Regions from separate parts of the Mus musculus genome. Here regions 1, 2, 4, 5 and 6 are each linked to region 3. A link is a contact called in public Hi-C and promoter capture Hi-C data. All regions are on one chromosome and are shown on one strand. Each heading gives the region's core, a stretch centred on a gene start, on an enhancer-like site or on the middle of the called end of the contact. The rest is flanking DNA. Distances are from core to core; before and after follow the strand shown. Region 1 holds the start of Zfc3h1 (zinc finger, C3H1-type containing). Region 2 holds the start of Rab21 (RAB21, member RAS oncogene family). Region 3 holds the start of Ppp1r12a (protein phosphatase 1, regulatory subunit 12A). Region 4 holds the start of Tbc1d15 (TBC1 domain family, member 15). Region 5 holds the start of Dusp6 (dual specificity phosphatase 6). Region 6 holds the start of Cpsf6 (cleavage and polyadenylation specific factor 6).

What was found. Promoter capture Hi-C pulls out the DNA fragments that hold promoters and counts their contacts. A called contact is a pair of places that touch in the nucleus more often than the background predicts.
Region 1: a contact with region 3 is called in a promoter capture Hi-C map of pre-B cells. The contact joins the promoter of Zfc3h1 here to the promoter of Ppp1r12a in region 3. A contact is called at or near these places in 1 of 39 promoter capture datasets (pre-B cells) and 1 of 484 Hi-C or Micro-C datasets (pre-B cells).
Region 2: a contact with region 3 is called in a promoter capture Hi-C map of pre-B cells. The contact joins the promoter of Rab21 here to the promoter of Ppp1r12a in region 3.
Region 4: a contact with region 3 is called in a promoter capture Hi-C map of pre-B cells. The contact joins the promoter of Tbc1d15 here to the promoter of Ppp1r12a in region 3.
Region 5: a Hi-C map of B cells shows a contact between it and region 3, with 5 read pairs. The contact joins the promoter of Dusp6 here to the promoter of Ppp1r12a in region 3.
Region 6: a promoter capture Hi-C map of 3T3-L1-derived adipocytes shows a contact between it and region 3, with 2.7 times the contacts expected there. The contact joins the promoter of Cpsf6 here to the promoter of Ppp1r12a in region 3. A contact is called at or near these places in 2 of 39 promoter capture datasets (the 3T3-L1 cell line and 3T3-L1-derived adipocytes).

What each region holds. Positions count from the first base shown.
Region 1 is chr10:115,383,597-115,386,296 of GRCm38.p6, forward strand. It overlaps Zfc3h1 (zinc finger, C3H1-type containing), which reads left to right and starts at 1,363. Exons shown (of 35, transcript NM_001033261.2): 1 at 1,363-2,211. The coding sequence starts at 1,602. It overlaps Thap2 (THAP domain containing, apoptosis associated protein 2), which reads right to left and starts at 839. Exons shown (of 3, transcript NM_025780.4): 1 at 609-839. The coding sequence starts at 679.
Region 2 is chr10:115,314,155-115,316,854 of GRCm38.p6, forward strand. It overlaps Rab21 (RAB21, member RAS oncogene family), which reads right to left and starts at 1,437. Exons shown (of 7, transcript NM_024454.1): 1 at 1,040-1,437. The coding sequence starts at 1,192.
Region 3 is chr10:108,160,757-108,163,456 of GRCm38.p6, forward strand. It overlaps Ppp1r12a (protein phosphatase 1, regulatory subunit 12A), which reads left to right and starts at 1,342. Exons shown (of 25, transcript NM_001368736.1): 1 at 1,342-1,880. The coding sequence starts at 1,644.
Region 4 is chr10:115,250,172-115,252,871 of GRCm38.p6, forward strand. Tbc1d15 (TBC1 domain family, member 15) reads right to left here and starts at 1,322. Exons shown (of 17, transcript NM_025706.3): 1 at 1,211-1,322. The coding sequence starts at 1,240.
Region 5 is chr10:99,261,925-99,264,624 of GRCm38.p6, forward strand. Dusp6 (dual specificity phosphatase 6) reads left to right here and starts at 1,307. Exons shown (of 3, transcript NM_026268.3): 1 at 1,307-2,167; 2 at 2,620-2,700. The coding sequence starts at 1,768.
Region 6 is chr10:117,375,640-117,378,339 of GRCm38.p6, forward strand. It overlaps Cpsf6 (cleavage and polyadenylation specific factor 6), which reads right to left and starts at 1,334. Exons shown (of 10, transcript NM_001013391.2): 1 at 1,200-1,334. The coding sequence starts at 1,259.

The DNA of each region.
Region 1 (2,700 bases), core at 113-2,612, 7.2 Mb after region 3:
ATTCAAGTCGGTGTTCACATGCTTTGGAGTTTGACTTAACAGAATTAAAGACATGACTGTACGTTCAACCTGTGTGTGAGTGCGTGATTCTGTTCAAGAGAGAGTTTCTATTTGCTCTTTGATAAACATTGCTTAATTAGATTGACTCAGTTACCATGTGTGACTATTAGAAATGTTTCCCACGTCAATTCCAGTAGTGAAAATTGCCTAATCTTAACTCGAACTCAGCAGGCTTCTAAAGTGATTTGTTGGTTTGAACCCTTATGGCGTCATTCTTCTTAAGGCATGGTCTAAGATATAAAAAATAAAAGAGTAGAAAATAAAGGTATACTCATCACTTTTTAATGCAAGGCATAGTAACTCGGGTTTCTTTTTCTTTTCTTCCTTTCTTTCTTTTTTTTTTTTCAAATTTGGTAAACTTTCCTCGGAAAAGGAGCAAATGTTTCCAGATGTGCGGACCCACACACAAAGGACAAGAGCGAGGCTCCCCTTGCTCTTCGCAGCTGGGCAAGTGACCAAAGTCAGAGGACCTTGTTCTTCTGACACGACCGAGACTCAAGACTGCCTAGGCTCCCGTTTCCGTCACCCCGCTCCCCTCCCAGGTTTACCTGTGGAAGCTGATGTTAATGTGCTTGTTGTAGGTAGCAGCACAGCCCGCCGCGGCGCAATTGGTCGGCATTTCCCCGGGCCCCTCATTCGGCGCCACCTTACGCCACTTCGGAGGCGCTGCCCGCTAAGCAAGCTTCTGTCAAACGCTAGACAAACGAGGCAGGCGACCCCGCGCCGCCAGCTCGGTGCAGAGCGCGGGGAGGGCAGAGGGGCGTGCACAGTACCGGGGTGGGAGGGAGGGCCCACTCTCCTGTCTCTTTATTAATATGGCGGGCTTAGGCCTGCAGAGCCAACGTGCCGGAGCTCCGGGCGCAGACAGTCGCCTTCACCAACATGGCGGCCACACCCGCTCCCCGCCCTCCCCTACCTCCCGGGGTCCCAAAGAGACTAGGTCCAGCGTCTCAGACGGGGGCCCCCTAGCAATGAATGAGAAGATGGCAGATGTCTTCCCCACCGACTAATGACTCTGAAACTCAGGTCTGCGGCTGAAAGAGCATGTCCGCAACCCAGACACTAACCCCTTCCTTCCCCGCCTGCCACCTCGGACGGGATGCTAGGGGACAGTTAAGACTGCAGGGACACAAGGGCGAAGCCTGGAGCAAGAGGAGACTACAAATCCCAGCCAGCACCGCGGCGGACATGGGGGTGGGCGCTTCCTGTCTCGCAAGACTCGGAGGGTCGCCTTCCGGCGTGCCGCAGGAAATGACGCTCGGGACCCGGCCTCCTTCTACAGAGGCTTTCTCGCGAGGCGGAAGAGCAGCAAGGGGGCGCTAGGAGAGGGAACTGGCGAGCGACGGTCCGACGAGCGAGAGAGAGCGATCTGGGGTGCGGGGAAGTTGGGGAGCAGAACCTGCCGGGCGTCCGAGCACGGGAAAGGCCGCGCCCGCCGGGTCCGTTAGGACAGAGGGCGGAGGAGGAAGGGGAAGGCAGGCGGCGGTCGGGCGGTCCCCGGCCGGAGGGCTTCAGGTCGTGTGGCCAGCGCTGCACTCCGGATGGCGGCCGCCGCCGATCCTTCGACCCCGGCCTCTAGCGGCCTCTCGCCGAAGGAAGAAGGGGAGCTCGAAGACGGGGAGATCAGCGACGACGACAACAGCCGGAGCCGGAGCAGCAGCAGCAGCAGCAGCGGCGGCGGGCTGTTACCGTACCCGCGGCGGCGGCCTCCTCCCCCGGCCCGGGGCGGTGGATCCGGGGGAGGCGGCGGCGGCTCCTCGTCCTCCTCGTCGTCCTCCCAGCAGCAGCTGAGGAATTTCTCACGCTCACGGCACCCGGCCGAGCGGGGCCAGCTCAGGGGACCCAGCAGCTACCGACCCAAAGAACCGTTCCGGACTCACCCGCCCCCAGGGCGGATGCCGTCGGGGTCCCTGTCGGAAAGCAGCCCCCGGCCGTCCTTCTGGGAGCGGAGCCACATCGCCCTGGACCGTTTCCGCTTTCGAGGCAGCAGGCCTTACCGGGGTGGGAGTCGCTGGAGTCGGGGGCGAGGAGTGGGGGAGCGAGGAGGCAAGCCGGGGTGCAGACCTCCTGGAGGAGGAGGATCAGGAGGAGCGGGATCCGGATTCGGCAGCAGCCAGAGCTGGCGAGAACCCTCTCCACCCCGCAAGAGCTGTATCCTTAACGTGGCGGTCCGCCCTGGGTGTGTCGCCGGAGCTCCCTTTGGCGTCATGGCTAGGTCCCGGAGTTTTTTAACTTTTCAGAACCACTCATTTCTCTCCCCCGTTCGTCGGCGGTTGTCACGGGCCGCACTCCACCGCTATTTTCGTAGGCTGTTTGACTGAATGGGTGCCTTTTGCTTTTGGATAGGACTGTGTCATGGATTCGGGTCAGCTAGGGAAATGAAATACAGTCTGGGTTTTTAAACAGGACACCAACAGCCCAAGTTTTGTTTGTCTATTTGTTTGTTTGTTTCTTTTTTGCAAGCCCTGGGATTTCGTATTTAACAGGAAATCGACTTAGATTATTAAGGAAAAGAAGTACTCAAACATCTGGAGGAATACTGTTACTTTTATTACGTCCTGACTTTAGAGTTCGTAAAGTTTTCCTCTGTAATTCTTACTGTTCTTGTGATTTTTTTTTTCTTAAATTTGTAGTTATTCA
Region 2 (2,700 bases), core at 187-2,686, 7.2 Mb after region 3:
GCGTTTCCTTATTTACCTTGACAACTCTGTGCACTAGATATAATCATTATGAGTACAGTAGCAGTAGAAACCCAGGGATGCACGGTTAAGCAATTTACCTAAGATCACGGGGCTATGGAAATAAATGGGGGTAGGATATGGATCCAGACGCCCAAACTCAAGATCACTAGCTTTTTTAGCCTCTGGACAGTCTGATCAAGACATGTTAATAGATAAATTCCTTCGAACACATGCAAACTGATTTTTTTTTTTAAGGAGACCAGGGAGATCGCAGATCCTTCAATGGCCTGGTTTCACTTTCAATTACATTGTAACACTTCCACACTTCCAATGGAACTGTAGAAGAAAGCCAGCGTTTTATGGCCTGACAGTAAAGAAAACGTGTAGCAGCAGTGCCTAGATTTTTTTTTTTTAGTTTGAAGACCGATTGCTGGCCACTACGCAACACGATGTTTCAACGCGGATAAGATCAAACCCCAAAGAATAAGGAAGCCACACGTCCGGACACAAGAAGGCTGCAAAGAAACGGGGTAACCGACAAGCAGCAAACAGTCGTTTAAAACAAAAACAAAAAAACCCTCCAACGACGGGTGTTTTACCACTCCATTTACTTTGAAAGCAGGACAAAATGGAACTTGCATAAACACTTAGTCATCAGTACGCTCTGGAAGTTACAAACCACCTCGTTCGCAAATTCTAATCCGTATCCGAGTTCCTACTTGGCGAAGAAAGAAGAAGGGCTGATGGTCTCGGAGACCACAGAGTGAAAACACCTGGTGTCCCCAGCCGAAGCCCATCAGAGGGGAAAACCAGCACGCAGACCGGGGGACTCCCCGACCTGCGCAGCCTCCACCGGCAACTGGGGACTTTTCCGGGTCCTCTCCCTCCCCACTGTGGGTCTTGACATCTACCGTGTGCTGAGGCCCGCGGGTCCCCAAAGCGATTGCAAAAGGCAATGGGAAGGCAGGGAAGGGGGTTTGACAGGCCAGAGGCAGAGGAGCGGGCGCGGGTCCCCAGCCCGGCTCCCCGGGGTCTGCACCTGCAGGGTGGTGATGTGCTTGTCGTTGAACTTGTTCTCGCAGTAGCGCAGCACCAGCGACGTCTTCCCCACGCAGCCTTCCCCGAGCAGCACCACCTTGAAGGAGTAGGCTCGGCCCGCCGCCGCCGCCGCCCCGCCGCCGGCCGCAGCCATCCCGCCGCCGCTACCCCGCCGCCCGAGCCCAGCGCCGCGCCGAACCCCGCACCGCCGCCGCCGGGGCGCCCGCTCCTCCCGGGCCCGGCTCTTTCACGCCCCGCCGAGCCCGGTGCTCGCCGCGTCCTTCCGCGGGCGAGGCCTGCGAGGGCCGAGAGAAAGTCCCAGAATGAAGGGCCCCGGCCACCACGTCAGGGACCCGAGGCTAGGGGAGAGCTGCCTCTCCTCCCTCTAATGGCGTCTCCTTCCTCCTACGTCACACCCCTCGTCACGTGACCGCGGTGGGCGGAGTCGGCGGCGGGCGAGCCTGGGCCTGTTTCCGCGTCCGCACGAACCGGCTCAGCATCCCGGGAATCCTGCGGTGGGAAGGAGCTGATCTTTGCGATCTGACCCCACTCTGATGGAATAGAATACAGGACATGATCGCCCGGCCCGAGGAATGGTCCCAAAGCGGATAGCCATCACACCAGGGGTCATCACACGCAAAGTCCGGCCAAGGTGCCCTTGAGTCTCTTTCTCTGGGCGCACAAATCCGGGCTCATGAACTTTACAGTTCGTCCACACGGCCAGGTCCTCGAGTCATCGTCCAGGTCTCAGCTTAAACCGGAAAGGCTTCCCTGACCACCCAGACCTTCCCACATCCTTCCATCCCTCTTACTCACTTCCTCACCGAGATATTTCCTAACAATGGTGCGCCTTCTTTATCGCTGCTTGCCACACTCGGTGGAATTCCGATTCGGTTGTAGGTTTAAGAGCAAGGATTGCAGAAGACTTAACTTCTCTCCGTTTCCAGCCCTAAAAGCCCAGGCTAAGAATAAATGCGGTCCCATCATCAGTCATCACTCCTGGTTCCCCAGGATTTCTGTCTATGCTGAGTCCACTTTGATGGGTCTGGTTTATTGGACGATTGCTTATTTTTTCTTCCTGTGTTTCCATTTTATTTCATGAAATACACTTTCCAAGAAAGCAACCTGGTATTTCTGAAATTTTGTAGTTTGGTGTCACTTAAAATAAACTTTCATCTCATCAGACTAATTTTACACTTCAACTTAAAGGCAGCTCATTCGTTCATTCAACGAGGGCGTGAATGTAGCCAATGCTTGCCATTCTCTGTGTCGCATTAGATACAATGTCTCTGTCCTCAGAGAGCTTACATTTTTAACCAAGGAAACAACGCATGCGCAATTTACACACTGCATGCTTTTTAAGGAGAAGCAATTCAGAATGTTTTACAAAGATACATGGGAAGCTAGCTGAGTTAGCGTCCTAGAAGAGCTTCCTGGAGAAAGCTGCCTTTTGTTAGGAGTATCTTCGGCAAAAAGGAGAGCCGTGAAGTAGAAAGGAGCATCCGACATTGACGTGTGACAAGAAGTCAGACAAGAAATCAGAGACATTACCTTTAAGTTCAAGGCCAGCCTCTTTTGAATTGTGAGCTCTAAGCTAATTGGAGCTACATAGCAAGACACCATTTCAGTAATAATAATAATGATAATATTTACAATAATAAT
Region 3 (2,700 bases), core at 92-2,591:
AATACATTTTATGAAGATATAGATGTATTTCATGTGTGGCACACTCGTTTTGTGTTTCAAGGAAGTAGTTTTATCTTAGCTTGGATTTTATTACTATTCCTAACATTGAAATTCAGAATATTCAGTTCTATAAGGTGGTTCCCCCAGCATATTTTACTCAGTTATTCTAATCTACCAGAAAGGCAACATGCTGAAGAGTAAGAAAATAACTTTTCACTGCTGTATTCCCAGCACTGGGAGGCGGTTAGGGGCAAGGCAACTATTTTCTTTGGGGGTGGGGGGGTTCACAGTCTACAGGATTCCCAAAAAGGACCAGTGGTAGGGTTTTATGACATTATAGATCTAAAGTGTATGGGACGGGAGAGTGTTTAGAAAAGGCAAAGCTAAAATCTCCTTATGATGTTCTTTGCAACACAAGAATTTAAGAAATGGGCTCAAATAAATCGTATTTACTGTATTTTCAGAGCCTAGGAAGTCACGACTTTTTAGACATGTACTGGATAAATATCAGTCGAAGTAACTGCCTTCGTCCACATTCCTTTTGAATTCTAGACGCAGCCGGGTCTTTACTCCATAGAAAGCAATGGAGCTGAAACCGTAAATCCCTTAAAAGGTCAGGAGCAGTTAACAAGGCTGAACTAGCCCTCATGGGCAGTGCCACCCAGGCCGAAAAGCGATGGAGGAAGAAGAAATCAAAACAGGCTTAAAGACGGGGGAAAAACAAAACAACAATACTGAGCAAGCCTAAGAGGAAAGACATTTCTGCAGTGGGTGTTTGCAGGAAGCCACTGCAATTAACCGCAGGTCACCATCCCCTGCCAGTAGGCGATCACCTCGGTCAATGCCACCGGGGCCGTGGAGACGACTCCGACCCCACTTTTAAAACGCTCTCATCAGGATCGCCCGGGTTTCCCCCCGAGTTCCTCGGGAAGAGCAACCCCCACAAGCACCTAATGCACGACCCGTGTCCTCTCCATTCAAATCACGCAGCCAATAGGAAAACCCTCCGCCCCGGGCAGACGCCTCGCGCGGCCCGCCGAGCCCGGGAGGAGGCAGGCAGGTCAGCCCGGTCCCGCCTCGCCGCCCGACCCGGCTGCCTCTAGAGCTCTCGGTCCCGCCGGACGAGACAACCTTCCTTCCCGGCCTCCTCCCTTCCAGGAGCGGCCCAGCCCCCGGCTGCCAGAGCCACACCCGCTTCCCTCCGGTAGCGCCCCCGCCAGCGCTCGGCCCCCGAGCTCTTCCTGGGCCGGGCCGAAGCCGAGGCCCAGGCCGAGGCGGGAGCGCGCATGCGCACTGGGCCGCAGGGCGCCTCCCCGGCCGCGATCTCGCGAAGTTACGCTCAGCCGGGCCGCGGCTGACGGACTGACGGGCGGGCGGCCGTGCCGGGGGCGGGAGGGCGTCTGTGGTAGGAAGAGAGGCCCGCTCGGCCGGGCTCGCCCCAGTGCTCTGTGGGATACTGGAAGTCTCGAGCGTCTCCTCCCCGGCTCGCGGCTCCGCTCCGCTCCGGCCCCTCTCTCTCTCTCTCTCTCTCTTTCTGTCGCCGACGCGGTCGCATACTCCCCCCGGCGGCGTCCCCTCGCCGCCGCCGCCCCCTTCCCCCCCGCCCCAGCTCGCGATAAGAGGAGCCGGCGGCTGGAGAGGGGATGAAGATGGCGGACGCGAAGCAGAAGCGGAACGAGCAGCTGAAGCGCTGGATCGGCTCCGAGACGGACCTCGAGCCGCCCGTGGTGAAGCGCCAGAAGACCAAGGTGAAGTTCGACGATGGCGCCGTCTTCCTCGCCGCCTGCTCCAGCGGCGACACGGACGAGGTCCTCAAGCTGCTGCACCGCGGCGCCGACATCAATTACGCCAATGTGGACGGACTCACCGCCCTGCACCAGGTCTGTGTGCCCGGCGTCCCCTCATCCGGACCCCGGAACCCCGGGGCCCGCTGTGGTGCTCGCGCCCGGGGCCGGGGCTGAGGCCGGGGGGTGGCGGGAGACTCCCTGCTTGCGGGTGAGGGGGCGGCTCCGTCGCGGGAGGCTGGCTGGGGCGCGGGGCTCCGGGCCCCCCTCCAGAGCCGCTCGCCCGCAGCCTGTGCAGTTTGGGGGGGGACCCGGCCGATGTTCCTGGGCGCGGGGCAGAATGGACTGTGGTCCTCTTGGGGGCCTCCAGGGCCATTTGTGGACATGTGTCTGGGTCTGGTAGTCTGGGTCAAGCCGAGCCGGAGAGTAATGGGTTGTGCCGAGGCCCGGTGTCAGTGATAGACCGTGGGGCGGGGAGGGTTGTTGAAAAAAAAAAATCCACTAACAGGGACTCTTGGGGCAGATGGAGCCCACTGGCCTGGAGGTGGGCATTGGTGTTGGTGTACATTTTTAGGACTTGATTACAAATGAGGATGATGATATTAGTGATCCCGAACCCTTAAAGCCCGAACCCTTAAAGCCGGGTGCCCCGAGCGAACGATTTCCTGTTTTCTCCTTTATTACTCTTGGTCACTGGGGAGGGGGAAACGGGGTGTAATTAGCTAATCCGGAGTGGCTGAAAGAGAGGGGATTGGTAGTGAATCTGATAAGGGAAGTCTTCCCGAGTGGGCTTGCCCACCTCGTAACTGGAGTCTATGGGTTCCTGTACTCGAAGTTGGTCGCAGTCACAGATCCCTGAGTCCTGGCTCCTGGAGTGCACACCGGGGCTAGGGAAGATGGGAATAAACACTGTGTA
Region 4 (2,700 bases), core at 72-2,571, 7.1 Mb after region 3:
ATCTCAAATAAAAAAGACCAAAAATATTTTAAAAGGGCAAGGATATAAGTATACCCTAAAAGGATGCCCAACCAATTTTTCGAAAGAGCAAGACTACGTAACGTATAAGCGCTTCTGTTGCGTCTACCCCTAAGCACTCCAATACAGGATGCCCGGCATCCCTTCCGTTCTGCAGATAAAGACGAAGAACAGAGAAGCCTCAATTATCCAATTTCCCAAGGTCACAATTCAGATCTGCACCGAAGATAAGGCCGGTATTTGTTATTCCACAATCTAAATCTGCACAAACGCTGTCAAGTTCAAAACGAGGAGAAAAGCAGCGAAACATACTACGTGGAACTGAAGGAACAGCGGAAGCTATCTGCAACAAGTAAACAGGTCTTAGTGCTCTGAGTCATTACCAGCCGGTCACTGACGTTTGCGAAATAACTCGCCACTGGGAAACGCAGTCAGGTGCATCGCATGAAGCAGATAACCCTATATTCGCACAAGCTGTCTCTCTGCATATAAACTGCTAATCTAATCTAATCTCCGTACCTAATGGTGGTTCCTAGCCCACTGTGAGGGTGTCACTGACAGAGCCTCCTGTAAAACAGCAGGGCAGACACCCACACACAGAAACGCCCCCGAAGACATCTAGGAAACAAACGTTTTCATAAAGGCTTTTCTAGATGAGCCCAGCGCGGTGTCAATCGCCAGTTCCCAACCTAACGCCCGCAACCATTAACCATCTGGGTAATTTTTCGAACAGGACCCCAAGCTCTGAGGACAGAGTTGCAGAGCTCCTGGTCAGCTCCTCTGCATGGTGACTCGACGCCTTCCCCCAAAGACGACAGAGAGCCAAGCAAGCCAGGGTGGCCAAAGGCTTTTTACAAGAGAAGGTTTTACGGTCGGAAGGGCAGACGTAAAGAACCAGAGTCACAGGGGGAAGGAACGGATTCAGGGGTCCCCGAAAGGATCCGCGCTGCGGGGCAGAGCCGGGGACAAACGCCCAGGCCTGCACCGCCTGGGAGCAGGAACCGTCTAACCCCGCGCTCACCCAGCCAGCACCCCGGAGGGGCAGCTCGCACCCCGCGGAGCCCCTTCGCTGTCACACGCCGGTCTCCTCTGAAGCCGACCTGGCTCGCCTGCCCCTCGGCGGCCGCCCGCCCGCCCGCCAGCCGCAGGCCACCGGTCAGGAGCACCCGCACCAGCCGGTGCCGTTACTCACCTTCCCGCTCACAACACCCGCCGCCGCCATGTTCCCCCGCGCGTGCCTGGTGATGACGTAGCACAACCTCACGTGGCTCTCGGACTCACAACAACATCCGGTCGGGCTAAAATAACATCCGGGCGGGAAAGGGGCGGGGAGGAGCGGGAACAGCAGTTAGGCGCATGCGTGGTGAGGATGCTAAGAGGGTGGAGCCGTCGTGCCGTACTGCGCGTGCGCGTGCTTCCCCCACATTTTAAATAGAAGTCTACGGCTTTTGAAGTTTGCTCGGGCGTGGCACTTTTAACTTGGGGAACGGCTGGCGAGTCTCTTGGGTGTGATGGAAGGAGCACCTTGTTTAGACCCAGAACACGATGCCACAGCTTTCTTGCTTTAAATAAGTCACGGTAAAATTGGAATCGCCTTGAACATCAGCCCTGGAGCTAATACACGCAGAGACTTTTCCCCTTGATATTAGAGGATTCTGAACATGAGTATTGTTGCTGTCACTCACGCATGACCTTGAGCATGGTATTTTTATAGGAACTGTAGTTACTACAAGGCCCTTTATCGCTCCAGAGTTCAGGGTGCCTCCACAGCTTAGTGGTTATGATTTCAATTCCTAAAATTCACCCAAGCATCTGCATGTAAAGGATCATGTATGGCCATACGGATCTCCCCCATGTTTGGAAACAGATCGGTAAACTATTAAGTTCAAAATCTAATTCCTTCTCAGCGCAGCACCCTGAGACTTAGCTCCGGTACACAATAAAATTGACATCTTAGAGCAGTTAGCAATAGTTCTCCACCTACCTAATGCTGCGACCCTTTAATACAGTTTCTCATGTTTTGGTGCGGACCCCACCCCAACCAAAAAGTTGTTTTTGTTACTACTTCATAACTGTAACATTACTGCTATTATGAACCGTAAAGTATCTGTATTTTCCTATAGCCTTAAGAGACCCCTGTAAAAGTGTCGTTTCACCCACACAAGAGTCGTGCCTGCCCGCTGAGTTAGAGCCTTTTCAGGCTGCCTGAGGTAACAGCAGAAAAACGTGATCTGCAGGTTCTGTGAGTATCAGGAATCTAATCGGGGAGGGAGGTGCCTAAGTCTTACAGGAGAATGCATGCTTAGCCCCAGGAGGGACTCTGACCACCAAATATCAGAGATTCCAAGCAAGCCCTAGATCCCAGTGCCCAAGTTCTCACTGCTCGGTAAAGCAACGCATCTGCCAGCCATTAAGGAAGCAAGAGCGCAGTGAGTTGACAGCGAGAGAGCACAGGGGCTTATCAGTAGACCAGACTTCCCCAAGCCAACTGATTGTGGGTAGTAACCGGAGTCTGAATAATCAAAACTAGATTCTTCTGCTATCTCAGAAGGATGGAGTAATGTGGTTAAAGGAGAAACCTCACTATATTGTCAAAACTTAGCAGTGTCAGAATATAATGCTAAGTAATAGCAGTTACTCTACAACTTTTTGTAAATTTTAAAGAACTAATGTCTTAAATAT
Region 5 (2,700 bases), core at 57-2,556, 8.9 Mb before region 3:
CTGGCTCCTTTTCCGCTCCAGGTCTCTCACTAGGCGACGGTTCCGCGACGGCCTTACAAGCGATCACGGGGTCGTCGCGTGTCCTGCCCCCCCCCCCCCATCCCCCAGAGCAGCAATGCTGCGGCCAAAGCGCAGCGCGCAAGCGCGTTTGGAGCTGCTAGCGTGCTCCTTGCGGGGCCCGGGGACCGCTGCAGCCTAGAAAGGATAGGGGACCGGCCTCTGTCCACAACCGCCACTGTTTACGCTTGAGTTCCCGCAGGCTTGCAGGTCTCCGGGGTGCAGGAAACGTTGGTGAGGCCTGTCGTCCCAGGCACCTAACCTAGGCTGCCTTGCCAGACCGGTTCCTCTTAGAAACCAAACTCTGCTCTTGGCTCCAGATCGTTAAAGGAGCTCGACTCCCCAGGCTCGATGGGTGACCGGTGATGGTGGTGGGGAGCAAGATCTCCGGAACAATGGCTCAGAATGCCCCCACTTCACCGGAGCAGAAGAAAAGTGCAGGGATAGCTGACAAGGTTTTGGGTGCTTACACCACCCGCCCCCCCCCCTCCGCTGCCGCCAAGAAAGTTGAGAAAGCCCGGGGTTGGGGCGCTTCTGGTTTTCTGGACAACCAAACGCTTGTTTGCTTAGTTGCTTTAAAATGTTTCAACAAAACACTAGTTTGTTTCTAGAGATGTTGGATTAGCATTTAACACTTCGTTGGGTCGCTAAAGCCCAGGCAGTCCACCAGTCCCAACACAGCCTCGCCTAAAAGGACATTAGAACAAACAGAACTAGACTTTTAAAAGAGCCAAACAAATGCCACACACGATCTAAAGGAGGACCGGGTTGGGGGTGGGGGAGCAGGGGCGGCGCTATGGCGGGCTTGGATCTAGCGTTAAAGAGAATTAAAAAGGGGGAAAACCCCTCAAGTTTTATTAAGGCTAACTTAAGATTGTAAGCGTCGCGAATAAGGGCTTTTGTGCTTGCTAATTGCACTACTGGTGCGCAAGAGTTAGACGCGAAGTGTGAACTCTAAACAGAAGGAAACACGAGACAACTTTAGTGCCCTGGTTTATGTGCCCTGCTCCTCCTCCACCGCCGCCTCCTCTTCTTTCTCCTTCCTCCCGCCGAGCCCGCAGTTGCAGCTTGTTTGCACTGGGGCTTATCCGGAGCGGAAATTCCTTTCCGTTTTTGTGAATGACAAACTCATTAACAATTCATCAACACAACCTGTTCCAGCCGGCCCGTCCCCACGGCAACAGCCCCTTCCGCAGCGCGCTCATTGGCTGACCGAGAGAATGTATCCATTGAGACGCTGGCTGTTTGTATCCATTGAGGAGCTGCCTCGCACAGGGGGTGTGCTCTCGCGGAGTCCTAGGGACTGTGAGCAAACCCAGTCTTGAATAATCCGGCGAGAAACACCGGGTTGGATCCGAGGTGCAGCCTCAGAGGGAAGGATTAAGAGCCGCTAGACTTTTTTTCTTTTCCCTTTTTCTCCTCTCAGTGGCACGGAGTCCGAATTAATTGGATTTCATTCACTGGGTAGGAACAAAACTGGGCACCTTCATTCAGAGAGAGAGATTCATTGACTCGGAGAGTGATCTGGTGCAGAGGGACCACCGACTTGACTTCTGTGTCGCTTTCCCTAACCGCTAGCCTCGGCTTGGGAAAGGCGAGGCGGAATCAAACCCCGCTCCGAGAGCGGGAGCTTCGCGCAGCGTGCTCGGCCTATGCCTGCCTCGAGGGGCGTCTGCTAGGCACCCCGCCTTCTCCTGCAGCTCGACCCCCATGATAGATACGCTCAGACCCGTGCCCTTCGCGTCGGAAATGGCGATCTGCAAGACGGTGTCGTGGCTCAACGAGCAGCTGGAGCTGGGCAACGAACGGCTTCTGCTGATGGACTGCCGACCACAGGAGCTGTACGAGTCGTCACACATCGAATCTGCCATTAATGTGGCCATCCCCGGCATCATGCTGCGGCGTCTGCAGAAGGGCAACCTGCCCGTGCGTGCGCTCTTCACGCGCTGCGAGGACCGGGACCGCTTTACCAGGCGCTGCGGCACCGACACCGTGGTGCTGTACGACGAGAATAGCAGCGACTGGAATGAGAACACTGGTGGAGAGTCGGTCCTCGGGCTGCTGCTCAAGAAACTCAAAGACGAGGGCTGCCGGGCGTTCTACCTGGAAGGTATGTTGTGCGCCCCGGGTGCAGGGCTCCGGGCTGGGACTGCAGGCTGGGGAAAATGTTAGCGAGGTAGCGATCGCCGCTTGCATTGCGCTTAGGGGAGCTAGCTGGGCCACCGTGGTAGCTTCTCCTTCAAGGGTTAATCAGGCACCTTTCTTTGGGTAGGTGTAGGATTAAGGTTCACAAGAGCTGGAAACGTAGTTCAGGGTGCAGCTTGGCACCTCGCAGCTCCTCGAAATATTAAGAAAAGTAATCTTGTGCATTTCCAGATTCAGGAGAATAAGTGTTCCCAGGGTAAGCAGCGGGTAGTGTTCCTAAAGGTGCGCATTGAAGCGTGCTTCTACCACTGCCGGGGGTTCCTAGGGTGCCTGTCCATAGTGTTCTTTGTGCTTCTCACTAGCTGTAAATTACTACAGCTTCTCCGGTTACAAGATTGCTTTTCTTGTTTCTGGCAGGTGGCTTCAGTAAGTTCCAGGCCGAGTTCGCCCTGCACTGCGAGACCAATCTAGACGGCTCGTGCAGCAGCAGTTCCCCGC
Region 6 (2,700 bases), core at 84-2,583, 9.2 Mb after region 3:
CCGTACCTTAGAATTTTTTAATATGGTGGGGTGTAAATTTGAAAACCGTGAATATAGGAAATGCACTAAAAAAAAAAAAATATTTAGAGGGCAGTAAGAGGCTAGACGATCCAAACCCTGGCAAGCAGACCCTTCCAAGGATATTTATTCATCATGAGACGCTGGTTCTAGGCATCCCAGGCGGGTGAGACCGGAAAACCTTACACGTCTCACTTTCTCCAGCCTTTCAAACCGTGAAGTCGAGCCCACAGGGCAAACACTTCGCTTTCAAACTACAGTCACGTTCACAACGACTTGTCAGGCACGCTACCCAGGATTCCGATTCCGAGTGGCCGGTCTCCCTTTCAGTCTCTCCGGTCTGTTAAGCTAGGATACCACCATCTTTTTTGTTCTGTCCAGCCACCGCGCTCCCAAGTCTTTGGCGCAAGCCATTTATCCTCTCCGATATTTCGCTTCACAAAGGCCAAGGACTGGGCCTCGGAGGCACTGCAAACCCTCGATGACCAAGGCGGGCCGACGCACCGACTTTTAAATGCGATCGGTGGCTCCAAAAGTCAGATGACTTGTTGCGGATGGAACCAAACCTAAGCAGCCTTCCCTTAAGGGGACCGGCGAGCAAGGAACCGGGCGCCACGCCGAAACCCGTCGCAAAGGCGAGCGGGAGCCCAGGGAGAGCGGGCGCGCGGGATACAAAGGGCTGTGAACGCGGCCTTCCATGAGGCGACCGTGCGCGGACAGAGACACAAAATGGAGCGGCGGGAGGAGGAATCGGAACCCGAGGCGGCAGGGCCGGGATGGAGGCGGCGGGCGAGCGCGCGGCCGGGCCAGGGCTTCCCCTCTGGCCGGCCGCGGGGGAGGGGGCGCGGCGGCCCGTTCTCCCCGCCCCGCACACGCGGCCTAGCTCGGCGGGAAGCGCCCGCCACCGAGCCAACAATGGAGCGGGAGACCGTCCGGAGGAACCGGGCGGGCGGCTGCAGGGCGACCGGGCCCCGCGCTCCAGAGCCCCGCGGCCCGCAAAACGACGCGCGAGAACAAGGGCTGAGGGGCCGTCGCGCACGGCGGCGCGGCCCGGAGGCGCCAAGGGCGCACGGTCTGCAGCGAAGCCGGCTCGCGGCCCGCGGCGGCCCTGGTCAGCCGGGCGTCCGGGCCGCGGCACAGTCTGCGGCGGCGGCGGCGGCGGAGCCCGGACCCTCACGTACCTGGTTGAACTCTTCACCCACATCCGCGTAAATGTCTATGTGGTCCACACCGTCCGCCATCTTCCCTCGGCCTCGGCCGCCGCCGCCGCCGCCTCCTGCAGGTCGGCCCGCCGAGGCAGCAGCAGCGGATCTGGCGGTGGGGGCGGGGCGCCCTACGTCACTTCCGAGGGGCGGAGACCAGGGCGCAGCGGCCCGCTGCTGGTGACGGGGGACCCCGCCGAAGGTCCGCGGCGGTTCCGAGGCGCTAACTCGTTCCTTTGTGTGCAGGATTAAGCCGCGGCTGGGGCAGGGGCGTGATTTCCTGTGCTACCCCGCCATACCGCATGCCATGGAACCCGCTTGTTTTCAGAGACTGTCTTTTCAAACTGCTTCTGGCACTATTTATCTATCTACATATCTATAGATGAGAGATCTATCTAGTGAGAGATATAGATATATATACATCTATATAGAGAGAGATAGATATTTATATATTTGCGTTTTCATTTTTTTCCTACTTTTTTTTTTTTTTTTTGCTTCCAAGGTTTCGAGAGATGAGAGTTATGTGTACGCAATTAAAAGCGAGATATGATGTCCTGGCCAATGTCTTATTCTTGCTTCTTCAGACAACTGAATTTTTTGAGTTATTTGCATATAGCATATTTGCATCTCTTATCTTTATGCAGTTGTAAGCATCTTTTCCGCTCCTTCCTTCACATCCTCCTCTTCCCCCTTCCTCCCCCATTGCCCTTGCTTTTACCTTTTTATCTCTGTTGTAGGTTTTCTCCAGCCATCGTTCAAAGGATTCTATCCTCATTTTTAGAGCACGTACAACAGAGCAGATGTATCCTAAATCAACGAACTCCTGGATTCAGAATGCTGAGCTAGAAGGGAAATTAAAACGGTGGCTTGAGGTCCAAACATCCCGTTTTACAGATGAGAGAACTAAGGACTCGTAGAGCATAAGTTATTTAACTGGGGTTACATGGCTCGTAAAAGTGCACACCTTTTGACGCCGATATATGATTCAGAGATCTCTCTCCATTTCCAACGGCTCCACCTATTTCTTTCCTTCCCGTTCAAAAACTCACCAGGTCACTCAGCTGCCTGTGTGCTTGATATAAATTCAGTTCCCACAGCGCTCTCAAGGAGCGTAGAGAGAACCGAACCAAATCCTCTTAAGTAGTCCTCTGATCTACTCAGCACCTCTGACTGCTCTCACTTCCAGCCCCACCCTGCCAAACAAATTAACAAAAAAGCAAAACAATAACCAAAATAATAATAATAACAAAAATACCAGATGCAGACTGGTCTGAAATCATCAAAAACCTAAAGAAACATCTATGCTTGAGATGTCTGTAAAATCTTGGTTGCAGTCACAGAGACTAATCTCTTAATCTGAATAAACATTTCTTTAAATTCCTTTTTTATACATCGGGGTGTTTTGCCTGCATACAGTCTGTGTACTACACATGTGTGCAGTGTCCTGGGAGCGCGCAAAAAAGGACATCAGTCGACTAAG